Linked DNA regions of Sus scrofa: region 2 is linked to region 1. Evidence: chromatin contacts called from public Hi-C data. All regions are on one chromosome and are shown on one strand. The core of a region is the stretch at or near the end of the contact, and the rest is flanking DNA. Distances in the headings are between cores, read along the strand shown.

Region 1 (7,880 bases), core at 3,595-6,094:
CCACCAAAGCAGGATAGAGCTGGGGTGCCCAAGGAGCACTCACGGTGCTCCTACCTCTGTAACCAGTAGCTCAAGATCACCAGGCCGGAGGTGTCAAATTTGGGACCTGGGCAACAGTGCAGGTGGCCCAAGAAACGGCCTTAGGGCAAGCCATCCACCAGGGGACAAGGGAGATCTGGGTGGTACCGACAAATGAGTAGAAGCTGAGTGCTTCACCCAGCCCCTCGTTCCCAAAAACTACAGCCACCTGAGCGTGTAAACAAAACGGAACTGCAGAGGCCCCGGGGCAGGTTCATCCTGATGCCCCCAGAACCTCAGCACAGAGCCTACCCGCAGAGGTGCCTGACAAATGCCTGACAGACAATGAATGGATTAGAAACACTAGAAATTCAGGGGGTGGGGGGTGGGGGGGAGCAAATCATCCAGAGGGTCCAGATACACAGAAATAGCAACAACCATGAAAATGCAAACACTCTCCCAGGAAGAGCAGAAGTTCAAAGCAGACCCTCCACCCCAACCCTCCCATCACCGGCCAGACCTGAAGAGAACCATCGTATTGAGGGTGATGGTGAAACATGGGGCTCCCTACCCACCAGACATCACACTGAACCCGAGATGCCTTAACACATGCATCGGTTTTAGGAGCTGAGCCCAGGCCTGGCAAACTAAGACCCGTAAGCCAACAAAGCCAGCCCACCACCTATTTCTGTACGGCCCACAGCTGTAGGCAATGTCCTTTTTTTTTTTCCTTTGGCTTTTTAGCGCCACACCCTTGGCATATGGAAGTTCCCAGGCTAGGGGCTGAATCAGAGCTACAGCTGCCGGCCTACAGCACAGCCACAGCAACACAGGATCCAAGCCAAGTCTGTGACCTACACCACAGCTCACGGCAACACCAGATCCTTAACCCACTGAGTGAGGCCAGGGATCGAACTTGAAACCTCATAGATCCTAGTCAGGATCGTTAACAGTGAGCCACAAAGGGAACTTCCATGTACAGAATGGTTTTTAATGTTGAGTAGCTGAGGGGGAAAAAAATCAAAAGACATATATTTCAAGATGTGCAAATGATTTGAAACTCAAATCGAAGGGGCCACAAATAAAGTTTCAGTGAACTCATTAGCAGCCACATTCATGAAGTTACTTATCCTGCGGCTGCTTATTGCTCTGAAACGGCACAGTACATGGTAGACACACCAAAGGCATCTTATCTCTTTGCACTGTGCCCTGCGCCATGCAGTCTCGGTGACAACACCTATCTCTCGATAGCACCCCCATGTCATCATCTATCTGTGTGAAAAGGTATTTACAAAGATGAAACACACAAAATCTCTCCACAGATCAGCATCTAAACATTTCCAATTGAGTGTGAAGATTCAGAACACTAACTCTGAACCTCAAGTGAACAAAATACTAGTCTTAAAAACGCGAATCCGATTCTTCCCAATAGTAGACCAATATTACAAAAATAGCGTTCAATTTCTTAAAAAAAACACTGCTTAAAAACTCACGATGCTCTGTTTCCTCTTCTTATTTAAGCACCTACATAAAATGCTCAAGGATGCCCCGCTGCCTACAAAGCCTGAAATTCTTACCATGCAGCTCTTTACTGAAAAGGTTTTCTGGAGTTCCCGTTGTGGTGCAGTGGTTAACGAATCTGACTAGGAACCATGAGGTTGCAGGTTCGATCCCTGGCCTTGCTCAGTGGGTTAAGGATCCGGTGTTGCCGTGAGCTGTGGTGTAGGTCGAGAGACCCAGCTCGGATCCTGTGTTTTGTGGCTCTGGACTAGGCCGGCAGCTACAGCTCCGATTTGACCCCTAGCCTGGGAACCTCCATATGCCGAGAGAGCGGCCCAAGAAATGGTAAAAAAAAAAAAAAAAAAAAAAAAAAAAGAAAAGGTTTTCTGACTCCTGAGTTGGACACTCATGTCCCCCCTCTCAGGGTGAGGAAAGTGTATGGTCACTGAGGTCACCAGCATGGCTGGTCAGCGGTCACCAGAATTTAAGCCGAAGCAGCTTAGCTACAGAGTCTGTGCTCTAGAGGTACACTGCCTTCTAGTTCTTTCTGACCCACTGTGGCCACGCCCCCCAGCACCTCACACCAAACAAGTGACTTACGTGCCTGTAGGATCGACTGCCACGGCCCGCACCCCACCGCGGTGACACAGAATCTTTGCCAGCGGTTCCTTCACTGCAGGGCTCCATAAAGACACAGTCCCTGGATATCAGAGAAGAGCTCAAGTTACTAAGAGGGCGCTGAGGCAACTAAACTGGGGAAAGAGGGGACTGGAGGCCAAGAGGTAACACGAGAGGAAAGTAAAGGGGCAGTTTGAGTTTCGGGGACTTGTTAAGTACAAATCTAGAACAGCAGGTCAGGAGGACGATCAAGATTCAGCCAAGGACCGACCGTTGCTGTGTCCGAGGTGGACGATGGCATTGTAAGGGTTCTGGGTCATGACGTCGAGCCGTCCAGCCCGGGCGTTCAGAGCTGCCACGATCTTGCCCACTGACACGTCCAAGTAGGTCAGAAACCCTGTCTCTGACTGAGAGAGAAAGGATGAGTCCCAGCTGCCCACTGGGCTCCCTCTACTGGGTCCCAGGGGAGGATCAGTCTTCATGGGGGGCTGCCACCCCGGCCCTGTGCTCCACAGCCACTCACAGCCGTGGCCAGGAGGAAGTGGAAGGGCAGGAACTCAAGCCGGGTGATGCGGTCACAGCGGCGGACGCAATGGAGCTCGATGCCCTGGTTGTCGTAAATGTGAAGCCAACGGTTCTGAGCAACAGCAAGCAGTGCCTCTGAGTGCAGAAACCTAGGAGGAGCAGGAGTGGTGGGGGTGACAGAGAGTCACTGGCAGTCACTCAGTCGGGGATGGGCTGTCTCACCACCCACCGCCGCCGCCATCACCACCACCACCACCAGAGCCCACGGACCGGATGTCCCGCACCGCCTCCATGACGTTGATCTCGCACATAAGCTTCTTTGTCACCCAGTCGAGGGCGGCCACATGACCCCGTCGCCCTCCCAAAGCCAGGTGCCTGTTGGAGGTGGAGGACAGGCAGGGTGTCAGTACAGGGAGCACCCTGCCTCTGAGGTCTGCCCTCACCAGCTTCCCTCCACGCTCACCCTCACACGCGAGCAGGTCACAAGAGTCTCCCACATCAACAGCCCAAATGTACGCTCATGTATGTACACATAGGTATATACACACCCAAACATGCACACAACGCGTCAGGGGTGGGCAAGGCTGCAGCAATGAAGGAGACTCAACCACACCCTAGTTCAAATCACTGGAAGTCAACCTTACCTCCCTGTTCGAGAGTAATTCAGCCTGTAGGGTCCAAACTGCCTCAAGTTCAAGTCAAAGTGCTGGAAAAGGGAATAGCGGAGAAAAAAAGAAAGAAAAAAATTGGGTCCCTTCAGTAATATTTTCTTCTAGCCCCACTTCCATCCTGCTCTGCACCCCAGTCAGCCCGCTGGATCCTTTTACACCCTCAGGCTCACCTTGGCTGCACTTGCAATATCCACAGCCTCTGCGATGTCAGCCTGGCGTATCCTTGCTGTGTCCTCCCCATCCTCACCTTCCAGAAACCTGCCAGTGAATGTCAGGGTTGCATTCAGCTTTCCGATGTGAAGTCAGTGTATCAACATAAAAGTGAGAAATGAGAGCCTCATAAACCAGGAGCTGGGGAGGCCCACATTACGGTCCACTTACCCAGGTTCCTCAGCCAGCAGCAGCTCAGAACGAGCAGCTTTGACGCTTATTTCCTCTTCCTCAGCTTCAGCAGCATCAAGCCGGCTTTGGGCTTTGGACTTGGAACGGGGCAGCTACAATCATTGGTGGGAGAGGAATGGGCGAGTATGGGGGTTACAGGAGAGCCACCTGACCGCGCCTCCATCCAGCTCACCCAGACACTCCCTGCCTGCAACTCCTCCCCACTCTCCGACCGGTTCTCACCTTTTTGGATTTGTCGATGCGACGGAACTTTCGAACTACCTCCACAGGGACAGGGGCGGGGCCTGCAAACGGGTCCTGGGCCTGGGACAGGAATGGGGCAATTAGTAAACAGGCTCGGGTTGATCCCAACTCTCGTACCCTCAAAGCACGAGGAGACTTGCCTCGCCACCGTATAAGGTCCCAGGCTCACCCCAGACAAGCTCCGCTGAGGGCCTGGACTCCTCCATTCTTGGGATTTCTTTGGGACCTGGGGCTTCTTGGGGAACCGAGACTTCTTTTGGATGGGAGCGTTCTTTGGCTTCTGAGGGCGGGCCTCTCGATTCTTCTTCTGTTTACGAGGGGGACCCGGAGAGGCTCCGGCAGCTGTCGGAGCGGTCTCTTCCTCCCAGTATCGCCGAGGTTTCTGCTGGCAGATCAGGACCCCTGATATTCCGCTGCCTCCTCCCCGCCCCTCCAACCCCTCAGCCAAAAACTTTCCTTTCAACCCAAGGAGGTCTCTACCTTTCTCTTGGCCTGAAGTCTGTCCTTCTTGGGCGGGACATCACTGCCAGGCTTGGGGGCTGTCTCCATCAAGCCCACCCGAACCGCGACACACGTGCAAACTCCTCTCAGCTGTCCCACAGTCGGATTGAAAACTCCCGGAAGTCTTCCGGCCCTCATCCAATCAGCTCCGCCCCAGGTTCGAAGCCCTCGAGGCGCCATCTTGGGTGAGGGCGCTCTCTCCAGTGAGGTGGGGGGCAGACCTTGGCCCCGCCCCCGTGAGGCAGTTTATGCTTGAGTAATGAAAGAGAGGTGGTCCGGAGCCAGGACTCAAGTTGACTGTGCAGTTCCTTTTTCCAGCTTCGTTTCCGCATGTTGCCTAGAACGTTCCGAGTCCAGCCTTTTAGAAAAACGCCACTCGTCTAACAAGTGAGAACTACAGTTCCCGGCATGCGTCAGACGAGAGCTTCCGGCGCCGTCTCTTCCCAGCATTCTCTGTTTACTTCCGGGTTCACCAACACTGAAAGAAGAACGTGAGTAGATAGAGCAGGCGTTCGGTTGAGGGCTCTGGGGTCTCTTTTCCCCCGCTGCCGCCTAGAGCAGGGGTGGAGTCGATATCTCGGACGGGGGGAGACTGCGGTGCCCCGAGGGGCTGCTTCTCAAGAGGGCTGTCATTTCCGCAGGCCGGAAAGGGGAGCTCGGGTACCTTCCAGAGTGTGCAACCCAGCGCCCCTCTCCCTCTTCCCGCGGAGTTTCGTCCTCGCCATGGCTGAGCTGATCCAGAAGAAGCTACAGGGAGAAGTGGAGAAATATCAACAGCTACAGAAGGGTAGGGGAACGGGGTTGTCCCGGTTCTCTCACTACCCGAAGCCTTACAAGATGCGTCCTGCCCCTCTCCATCCCACCCGTGCCCCTTCCCCACCTCCATGGTGTTCCCGTCCTTGTCGCTCCATTTCTCACCAGGACGGTAGGGATTGGGTGGCATATCTGATGTCTTTAATCAAGTCTTCCCTCCCACCCGCCAGACTTGAGTAAGTCCATGTCAGGGAGGCAGAAACTAGAAGCACAACTAACAGAAAATAATATCGTGAAGGAGGTGAGAGCACAGGATTTGTGGGGCGAGGAGGGAACTTGTCCTGGCAATGTTTCTGATCACAGATGTCCTGCCCCTCCATCAGGAACTGGCCCTGCTGGATGGATCCAACGTGGTCTTTAAACTTCTGGGTCCCGTGCTGGTCAAACAGGAGCTGGGAGAGGCTCGAGCCACAGTGGGGAAAAGGCTGGACTACATCACAGCTGAAATGTGAGTCTTTGTTCCAGCACCTTCTGACAGACATGCCACGGTGGAAGACGTGTTGAGAAAGCCTTGTAGAGTAGCTTCCAGAGCTGTTCCCACCACCACCACCACCCAGTTCCTCCAGCCGCTTTCCTTTTAACCCCTCTTCTCCTCCCTCCCTTGGATCTCACGTTCCCCACCAATCTCCTTCCTGCCTTCAGCATCCTCAGCAGTAAGTCTCATTAAGACCTCACCGTTTTTGGTGTTCTGTCTTCCTCAGTAAGCGATACGAATCCCAACTCCGGGAACTGGAGCGCCAGTCAGAGCAACAGAGGGAGACCCTGGCTCAGCTGCAGCAGGAGTTCCAGCGGGCCCAGGCAGCCAAGGCAGGGGCTCCTGGGAAGGCCTGACCCTGTGGAGGGGGGAGGGAGGGGGTGGGAATGAGGCAGCTCAAGGGTCTCTACTGTAGTGAATAAAATGTGAAAACACCTGGCTGTTTTCTCACCAGCCACTTCTGTTGTAATCATCTCCACCTTTTCCCCTGGTCCCTTCTCCCCTTATATGTTTATCGCTTCTGTGACTCCCTCAGGTCCAGACTCTTGCAACTGGGCACTCTGAGGCCGAGTAAGCCTTCTTTATTGAGACTGAAATATGAAATATCTCAAATCTCATTTTTCCTGTATATGCAGCCCTTAGGTCTCCATTATCCTGGTTGGAAACATGAGAAGGGCATTTGCAATGCAGTGGTTTTGGGTAAAGTGAGTTTAATTGAACTCAGAATTTTCTAAGCTGTGACCCCAGAATGAAACATGGGGACCCTCCCTGCTGATTTCCCATCATCTTCAAAATAGCCCTGGCATCCCTCTAATTCGTTTTAGTCTTTTTTTCTTAGAATTTGCTTGAATGTAGCTTAAACTGATTTAAAATCTCAACACCTAACGCTCTGATATCATACGTCCTCCATGTTTATACGTTGTCCACAATGTTGTTCTTCCGTTTCTTTGTCCTCAAATTGTTTCTTACACATTCACAGGTGTGGGGGTTTTTGCACGGATCACTTTAATCAGGTGGCTAGAACTTGACAAGGTTTTGTAACAGCTGAGGAGAAAAGTTTAAGAGCAAATAAAGGGATGGAGAGGTTGCCAGGGAGGCAGAAACCATACTGAGGAGACCATCTCCAGCAGCTCCTCGCTTTCAGCTCTTCATGGACGGAAAACACAGCCCCTCTTATTCCACAGTATCCACTCTCAGCCTGCCCCCCTGCCCCCGCCCCCGCAGCATCAGTGGCCCACGCTGCAAGGAATAGAATTCAGGTAGTGTTTTGGTTTATTAGTGTTGTCACAGTGACAGGAATCCCTAGAGCAGGAAAAGGAACTCCTACTTGCCATTCCCTTTGCCTGGGGCTCAGAGCCTCTAGGCTTTTCCCTTCTCCCACTTCTAGGCCCTTCTTGGGCCTGGGCATGCGAGGGTGTGGCCAGGTGTCAGGAACCAGCTGTGTGCCACACTTTTGGAAATCGGGAAGAGCTACACACAGGTTGTCCACCTTGGGATCCGAGGTGACCAGTCCCACAGGCTGGGTCTTGGCTGCCTGGTAACCTGGCAGCACTTCACTGCCCCAGGGTAGTTGGCCGCCTTGCTGGATTTTCTCCCAACGTAGCGCCCCCGTCTGGTATGGCCGCAGTGAGTTCTGTGAGCCGAGGCTCTCCCCTCAGAACAGTGCCCGGGCAATCTTCCTCCCCGTGGCTTTGATCCTGGGGAAGGAGCCCCCTCCCCCCGCGCTCGGGGGCGTCCCCGAGGCAGAGGGGCCCAGCGTAGCAGTAGAGGGCCTGCGCCGCTGCCGCAGGAGGAAATCGTGGGACGCACCATCCATGGCGTAGAAGACGTTGGCCGAGGCGGGGATGGTCAGCTCTGGAGGTTCCAAAAGGGGTGTCAGGCACAGCCCCGGGAAGGGATGGGGGGGTGAGGAAGCACCCCACCACAGCACCGCTCCCCTGCCCCCAGCCTCTGACCTCGCTCCCCTGGTAGCAGCTGCACCAGCTCATACTCTGAAGCCACTGCAGAATCACGATTGTTTTTCTTAAGGACACGACTGATGACACTTGGAGCTTTGTCCTGGCTTGTTACCTGGCAGGACAGCAGACCAAAAGGGCAGTAAATTGGCCATGATG
Region 2 (7,880 bases), core at 3,025-5,524, 61 kb after region 1:
ATCGCCCCGCTCAGTCTTGTGGACCTGGCCGGGAGCGAGCGGCTGGATTCCGGCCTCGCCCTTGGCCCTGGGGAGCGGGAACGCCTTCGGGAAACACAGTCCATTAACAGCAGCTTGTCCACACTGGGGCTGGTCATCATGGCCTTGAGCAACAAGGTGGGAATTGGGGGGGGGACGACAGGTGGGATCTGGGAGCTGGCCACTCCAAACCCTACCCCAGCCCCTTCACCTGTCCTGCTTTACCCTCCAGGAGCCCCATGTGCCTTACCGGAACAGCAAGCTCACCTACCTGCTGCAGAACTCTCTGGGTGGCAGCGCTAAGATGTAAGAGGAAGGGGTCGGGGTAGGAGAGGCGAAGTAATTGAGACCTGGTCCAGGCTCCTCCCAGCCGCTGACCCTGTAGCTGGCCCTCTCCTGTCTCCACAGGCTCATGTTCGTGAACATCTCCCCCCTGGAAGAGAATGTCTCTGAGTCTCTCAACTCCTTGCGCTTTGCTTCCAAGGTGTGGTCAATACCCATCCCTCTTGGGCCTCCTGGTGTTGGTGGCTTCTCTATCCTGACCCCATCTGTCCTGCAGGCCAGAGGGCCCAGTGCTCTAGAAGGGAGGCATCTGGGGTACTTCTACCTGGATCCACTTTTTTTTTTTTTAAACTATTGATTTTTGGGGGTTTTGAATTTAGTTTTAAAAGACAGGTAGTTGGGGAGTTCCTGTCATGGCGCAGCGGAAATGAATCTGACTAGGAACCATGAGGTTTTAGGTTCGCTCCCTGGCCTTGCTCAGTGGGTTAAGGATCTGGCATTGCTATGAGCTGTGGTGTAGGTCGCAGATGCAGCTTGGATCTGGAGTTGCTGTGGCTCTGGCGTAGGCCAGCAGCTACGGCTCCGATTAAACCCCTAGCCTGGGAAGGAGTTTCCGTCGTGGCTCAGTGGTTAATGAATCTGATTAGGAATCATGAGGTTGCGGGTTCCATCCCTGGCCTTACTCAGTGGGTTAAGGATCCGGTGTTGCCGGTGTTGCTGCAAGCTGTGGTGTAGGTTGCAGACTCGGCTCGGATTTTGCCTTGCTGTGGCTGTGGTGTAGGCCGGCAGCTACAGCTCCGATTAGCCTGGGACTCTCAATATGCCGCAGGAGTGGCCCTCAAAAGGCAAAAAGACAAAAAAAAAACCCTACCCTGGGAACCTCCATATGTCCTGGGTGTGGCCCTAAAAAGAAAAAAAAAAAAAAAAAAGAAAATTCCAAACTCTACAGAAAGCTGTACACAATAAATGAAATTTTTACCACCACCCTTCTCTACCCCATCCTCACCTGCCCTACTAGTCAACTTTTACATTTACCGTTTTACTTATCTTTCCAGTGTTTCCTTTTGCAAATAGAAGCAACATGTATGTGTGTATTCCCTCCCTCTTAGAGAAGACTTCTCTTTCCTCTCTCTCTCATGTATATGTTGTCCCACACCTTTTTATTTTCCACCCCTGATTAACAAGGTGGCCCCAGGATTCTTCCCCACTGGCACACAGAGATCATTCTATTATTTTTATGTCTGCCCAGGACTCCACTGTGTGGATGCACCAAGGTTTATCCACCAGTTCCCTCTACTGGACACTTGGATTGTTTCCATCCTTTTTCTCTCACAAACAAGGCCATTTTGACTAACCTTGGACATATGTTTACTCTTTTATTTATATCTAACTATCTGAGGAGAGAGTCCTTCAAATGGGATTCCTTGTTTTTCCAACCATTCCAAATAGTGTTAATTCAGGCTCCAACTCCCATGCAGGTCAGCTGTGTCTATGGCTGTGAGTTCTCTAGGAGACTTAGATTCCCTCAAGTCGGGAAGTTTCTTTACTGCCTGCCTCCTGGGGGGTGGTGGCAGGGAGGGGTTGAGGATAATGTTTTCCTGAGGCTGCAGCTTTATAGGGCATTTCTCTGGCTTTGTTCAGGGTCTCTGAGCAGGTCTTCTGCTGTACTGTTGCTGCCATGGAAGTAGCCACCATAGCAGCCTGCCTTAAGTTTCCCCTCATTGTCTCAGAAATGTCTTTTATACTTTAGGTTTGTTACCATCAAGATCAAAGCAAGGGCCACCCATTTCATTTGTTTCATTTTGACTCTAAGGTATCTTTTTTTTTTTTTTTGGTCTTTTCTAGGCGGCACCCAGGACATAGGGAGGTTCCCAGGCTAGGGGGTCTAATTGGAGTTGTAGCTGCTGGCCTACACCACAGCCACAGCAACGCCTGATCCTTATTAACCCACTGAGCAATGCCAGAGATCAAACTCGAAACCTCATGGTTCCTAGTCGGATTCGTTAACCACTGAGCCACTACAGGAACTCCCTCTTTTTTTTGCTTTGCTTTTTTAGGGCCATATCTGCGGCATATGGAGGTTCCCAGGCTAGGGGTCCAATTGGAGCTACTGCCGGCCTACACTACAGCCTCAGCAACATCAGACCTGAGCTGCATCTACCACCTACACCACAGCTCACAGCAACGCCAAATCTTTAACCCACTGAGCAAGGCTGGGGATTGAACCTGCAACCTCATCGTTTCTAGTCAGATTCTTTTCCACTGTGCTACAATGGGAATGCCAGTTCTAAAGTATCTTTTATTTGGGAATTCCCATCGCGGCTCAGTGGTTAACGAATCCAACTAGGAACTATGAGGTTGCGGGTTTGATCCTTGGCCTTGCTCAGTGGGTTAAGGATCCGGCATTGCCGTGAGCTGTGGTGTAGGTTGCAGATGCGGCTCGGATCCCTAGTGGCTGTGGCTGTGGTGTAGGCTGGTGGCTGTAGCTCTGATTCGACCCCTAGCCTGGGAACATCCACATGCTGCCAGAGCAGCCCTAGAAAAGACCAAAAAAAAAAAGTACCTTTTATTTAATCTGTAATAATCTCACCCACTTTTACAGCTTTAATTTGTTTAAAAAAGAGGGTCATTTGTCCTCTGGAAAATGTCCTATTCTGGATTTTGGCTGGTTGCCTCATTTTCTCCATAATTATTTTTTCTGGTAGTTAAATTTAGAGGCTTAATTTGAATCAGGTTCAAATTTCTTGGCAAGAAAACTTAGATGGTGTTTTACACTTTCTATTGCATCACATCAGAAGACACCTAATAACTAATTGTTCCACTTTTAATGATATAAAAATTGGTCACTGGATTTGGGTATTGTGAGCTTGATTTATCCATTTTAAAACTCCCTATCTACTTTTTCCCCTAATGATTTTTTTTTAATGGGCACACCCACTACGTATAGAAGTTTCCCAGCCAGGGACTGAATCTGAGCTGTAGCTGCAGGTCCTTTAACCCACTGCTCTGGGCTGAGAAACCTGCACCTCTGCAGTGACTAGAGATGCCACACTCTGATTCTTAACCCACTGGCTGCAGTGGGAACTCCTCCCTGGGAGGTGATTTGGGGAAAACTGTTTGTAGTTACTGTGAACTTTTTTTTTTCTGTTTGTCTAAACCCCTGCCCACAGGTGAACCAATGTGTCATTGGTACTGCCCAAGCCAACAAGAAATGAAGACGGATCTAGAGTGTGTGTGTGTGTGTGTGTGTGTGTGTGTGTGTGTGACACACACGGGGAAGGGAGGTGGGTGCGGGTGCTTTCTTGGTGGGGGGTGCTGTGATATCTGGGCCTATCAAATAAAGAAGAGGTTTTTTCGCTGTTTTTAAATAAAGGTTTTATTAGCGGTTGCCCAATCAGGGAGATACTTTTCATATCTGTAAAGATGGGAACTGTGGCTCTTCTGTTCTACCCAACAGGCCATGCCCATGCCTTCAGCTCCCATACCCTGTCTCGTGGTCCCCACCTGGGAGGTGTGCCCACCAGGTGGCCAGCCTCCCCTGTGCCACGGCCCCCGCCTGGCAAGAGCACCCCTGGTACTTGTGGGAGGTGGGCGGGGCCGGCGCGCCCTCCCACAAACTGCTGGCTCTCTCCCGCTCTTTCCCTGCCTTCGCGTTCGAACCGCCAGGCCTGCCCCGTCCGCTGCCCATTGGCTGGCTGCTGGTCCGAGCACCCGCCTTGGGAGCGCGGGGCGGGACGCAAGCCCGGACTCTCTCGCGCCAACTGCCTGGGCCACCGCCCGGTGAGGGGGGGGCTCGGTCCTCCCAGGTGCCGCGCGCGGGAGGAGCCACGCGTGCGCAGAAGCGCGACTGCGGGCGGGGCGGGGGGGGCGGGACACAACCCAGCCACGGGGAGGGCGGGGCCGGGGCGGAGGCGGGAGGAGGGCGTGGCGGGGCAATGGGAAGGGTGAATGGAGGGCGGGGTCGTGAACTGAGCCGGGGGGCGGGACTTGGAGTGACCATGAAGGCTGGAGGGGCAGTTAACGGATGTGGCACAGTGCGGGGGCCAGGCCGGAGGCCGGCGGTGGGGAAAGGGGATTCCCTCCTGCCCCGAGGGCAGGTCTCCCTTTGGAGGAAGGGGCTACGGGGATTCCCTCTCACGGCCGGTCCGACTGTCCGCCTGCCCCAGCCGCGGAGAGGCCGCCGCTTGCTTGGCGCCCTCCAGGCCTGCTGGAGGTGAGGGAGGTGGGGTGAGGTGGTGCCCGCCCCCCCACTCCGGCTCCTCCTTCCCCCCAGTCCTTCCCTCCCACCACCCTCCCCCCGAGCCGGTTTGTCCCTCCCCTCCCCTCCTCTCCCCTCCTTCCCCCCGCCGCCTCCTCCTGCCGCTGCCGCTGCTTTGGCTGCTGCGTCATACGCCCCAGAGCTGCCGGGACGGAGGGGCTGGGCCTGGGGACCCCCGGGTCGCTGCCTGCACGCCCCCCGACGCCCAGACGTGCCCTCCCGGCGCGAGGGGTTCGCCTGGGTATCCCACGTCTGCCTCTGCCCGGCTCCCGGCGGCCCCAGCTGTCACTGGTAAGGAGGTGGCGGGAGGCGCCCGTGGGGGGGGGGCAGGGAGCCGGGGGTCGGCGCGCAGGGCGCGGGCGGGAGAGCCGCGCCGCCCTTGCATCGGGTCGGGCTGGGCCGTCTCAAGTCCCCTCTCTCGGACTCGCGGTCCTGGGGAGTAGAGACCGGGACTGGGACACGCCCCCCTCCCGGGGCACTCAAGGAAGTTATCTAACCCAGGGGCCGGGAGCCCCGAATTTGAGGGTGACCTGACATAACCTGGTACCAGGATGATTGTTCTGAATGAGACACGCGGGTCGGGGAGGCAGCCGTTCTCACTCTGGAAAACATCTCCAGAAAAGCTCCCAAAACACATCTCTGGAAAACAGCACCCCAATTATGACACCCCTAAAGAGCAGTAGAAGGTGACAGTAAAAACAGAGTGGTAACCTTTGCTTCTGCAACCATCACTTTTGCTAAAATCTCAAGGCCAGGATATAACATCCCAAGGGAGCCGGAAACTAGAGAACTAGGTTGGGGAGGGGGTGCATGGTAGGGAGAAGAGAGCCAGGGGTGGCTCCGGTGAGGCTGAGGAAGGGCCTGGAGGTTCCCTTGCACCCTCTCAGGGATATGGAGACTGGGACACACCTGCTTGAGTCCTTGACAGAGAAATACACAAGGAAAATGGGGACCAGTTCCTCAGCATTCAAAACTTTCTCCTCCCATCCCGCTTCTGGCTAGGCCCCCCCAGGATGCAATGGCACAGCCCCCCCGGCTGAGCCGCTCTGCTGCCCCCCCACTTTGGGACCCAGCTTCCTCTGCTTCCACCTCAGGCCCCAGGCCTCGACTTTGGGAGGGTCAAGATGTGCTGGCCAGGTGGACAGATGGGCTGCTATACTTGGGGACCATCAAAAAGGTATGACCTTTGACTTCTGACCTGTCACCTTTTCCCCATTCCTCCTATCTAGTTCTGATTCCCATTTGATCTTCTGGGCTCACCCATTGCAGGTGGACAGTGCTCGGGAGGTGTGTCTGGTCCAGTTTGAGGATGATTCCCAGTTTCTGGTTCTATGGAAAGACATTAGCCCTGGTGAGAGGCCTGCATCCCATGGATAACAGATACCTGGCATGGGGGTTGGACAGGCCCCCTGAACGTTGTGTTCCTCCCCAACAGCTGCCCTCCCTGGGGAGGAACTCCTCTGCTGTGTATGTCGCTCTGAGACTGTGGTCCCTGGAAATCGGCTGGTCAGCTGTGAAAAGTGTCGCCATGGTGAGAGGGCAGGACACCTGAAGGACCCAGCTTGCCCTGGGTCTTCCAGGCTGCCTCTCCCCCCTTCCCTCCAGCAGTGGTTCTTATGTCACCTGCCCTGGCCGGTCTCCTCAACCCTGTAACCTCACTCCCTCCCTGTACAGGGAGAGGCACCCATGGGTGGAGATGTGTGAGCTTTGCAGGCAGAGGGTACTTCAGGTACACCTTTTTCTAAGCACATGACCTTGGGCCAGTTCCTAAACCTCTAAGAGCCACAGTTCCCTCCCCTGCTTTTTTTTTTTGGTCACTTTGGAGAAAGAATTCAGCAGAGATTGAGGACAAGTGAGGCTATTAAGTGTTTATTTAGAGAGCGAAGATAGGTGCAGAGAAAATATAGGTACAGGCAGGCTGGGCAGGGGAGGGGGTGGGAAGGGAGAGAGAAAAAGAGAAAGAGCAAGAGAGGAAGAGCCTTCCCTGCTTATAAAGTAAAGGTCATACACCCACCCTGCAGGACCATGATCAAGAAGGAAATGAGAATTTCCAGCTGTGGCTCAGTGGGTTAAGGACCCAGTGCTGTTTCTGTGAGGATGCAGGTTCAATCCCTGGCCTCAGTGGGTTAAGGATCCCATGTTGCCATGAACTGCAGCATAGGTCACAGATGTGGCTTGGATCTGGTGGCGGTGGTTGTGGTGTAGGCCGGCAGCTGCAGCTTTGATTTGACCTCTAGCCTGGGAACTTCCATGTGCTGCAAGTGCAGCTGTTAACAGAGAAAAGAAGGAAATCAGATAAGACTCTTCCCATCCCAATACCTGGCACACACAGGTCTGCAGGCCGTAAGTAGCCTACTCTCAACATTGTCCTTATTCAGCTTATCACCAGGATTGCCACGTGCCAAGGGCCCCAGCCCCCGGAGAGGGAGAGGGCACACCCTGGGTCTGCCGCCAGTGCGTCTTTGCCATCGCCACCAAGGTAAAGGCATCTTCCCCAGGAGCCCTGGACTGCAACCTGCCCTGGGCCCTTCCTTTCCCCATGTCTCTGAGGCACCCCACCTGTCCCCTCTGCAGAGAGGCGGTGCCCTGAAGAAGGGCCCCTATGCCCGGGCCATGCTGGGCATGAAGCTCTCTCTGCCGTACGGACTAAAGGGCTTGGACTGGGATGCAGGGCATCTGAGCAACCGGCAGCAGAGCTACTGTTACTGTGGTGGCCCTGGGGAGTGAGTAACAGGGTGGGGGTCCCAGGGAAGGAGGGAGAGAGACAGGGTGAGGGGTGGGGGCAGAGAGGGAGGGGTGCTGGGAGGTCACTAGTCCAGCGTCTCTGTTCAGATGGAACCTGAAGATGCTGCAGTGCCGGAGCTGCCTGCAGTGGTTCCATGAGGCCTGCACCCAGTGTTTGAGCAAGCCGCTCCTCTATGGGGACAGGTGAGCCCCGGCAGCCCTCCCCAGCCCTCCCAGTCAGTTCGTCTCTTCCCAGCCTCTGAAGCTGGGCTCACCTGGCAGTCCCACAAAGGGTGTGTTTTCTGCCTCTCGCCCAGATTCTATGAGTTTGAATGCTGTGTGTGTCGGGGGGGCCCTGAGAAGGTCCGGAGGTTGCAGCTTCGCTGGTGAGCCGCGCTGGGGGCCACCTCAGTGTGATCCCTCCCCTCACGCCCCTTTTCACCTCACATGCCCCAGCCCCGCCGCGGGTCCCCCTGGCTCCTGTAATACTTCCACCACCATGATGAGTCCGAGTTTCTCCAGGGTGGATGTGGCGCATCTTGTCCTCTATCACCTCAGCGTTTGCTGTAAGAAGAAGTACTTTGATTTTGACCGTGAG

Evidence for each region. Hi-C and Micro-C count contacts between places; a contact is called where the count stands out from the background.
Region 2: a Hi-C map of fetal liver shows a contact between it and region 1, with 1.8 times the contacts expected there. The contact joins the promoter of PHF1 here to the promoter of WDR46 in region 1. A contact is called at or near these places in 1 of 5 promoter capture datasets (liver), 12 of 47 Hi-C or Micro-C datasets (embryonic fibroblasts, epiblast stem cells, fetal liver and 6 more) and 2 of 2 datasets of contacts at active chromatin or transcription factors (alveolar macrophages and skeletal muscle).

Annotation. Positions count from the first base shown.
Region 1 is chr7:29,648,723-29,656,602 of Sscrofa11.1, forward strand. It overlaps WDR46 (WD repeat-containing protein 46), which reads right to left and starts at 4,845. Exons shown (of 15, transcript XM_005665882.3): 1 at 4,458-4,845; 2 at 4,147-4,362; 3 at 3,957-4,037; 4 at 3,714-3,826; 5 at 3,503-3,590; 6 at 3,306-3,367; 7 at 2,932-3,036; 8 at 2,660-2,810; 9 at 2,408-2,543; 10 at 2,119-2,218. The coding sequence starts at 4,658. It overlaps PFDN6 (prefoldin subunit 6), which reads left to right and starts at 4,957. Exons shown (of 5, transcript NM_001185179.1): 1 at 4,957-4,969; 2 at 5,120-5,265; 3 at 5,462-5,532; 4 at 5,615-5,739; 5 at 5,993-6,223. The coding sequence starts at 5,202. The coding sequence ends at 6,122. It overlaps RGL2 (ral guanine nucleotide dissociation stimulator like 2), which reads right to left. Exons shown (of 19, transcript NM_001184893.1): 18 at 7,722-7,836; 19 at 6,808-7,620. The coding sequence ends at 7,421.
Region 2 is chr7:29,710,023-29,717,902 of Sscrofa11.1, forward strand. It overlaps PHF1 (PHD finger protein 1), which reads left to right and starts at 4,275. Exons shown (of 15, transcript XM_001927881.6): 1 at 4,275-4,849; 2 at 5,561-5,735; 3 at 5,828-5,909; 4 at 5,994-6,089; 5 at 6,937-7,037; 6 at 7,133-7,281; 7 at 7,391-7,486; 8 at 7,600-7,668; 9 at 7,805-7,880. The coding sequence starts at 5,577. It overlaps KIFC1 (kinesin-like protein KIFC1), which reads left to right. Exons shown (of 11, transcript XM_021098599.1): 8 at 1-156; 9 at 251-324; 10 at 427-502; 11 at 3,471-3,694. The coding sequence ends at 3,515.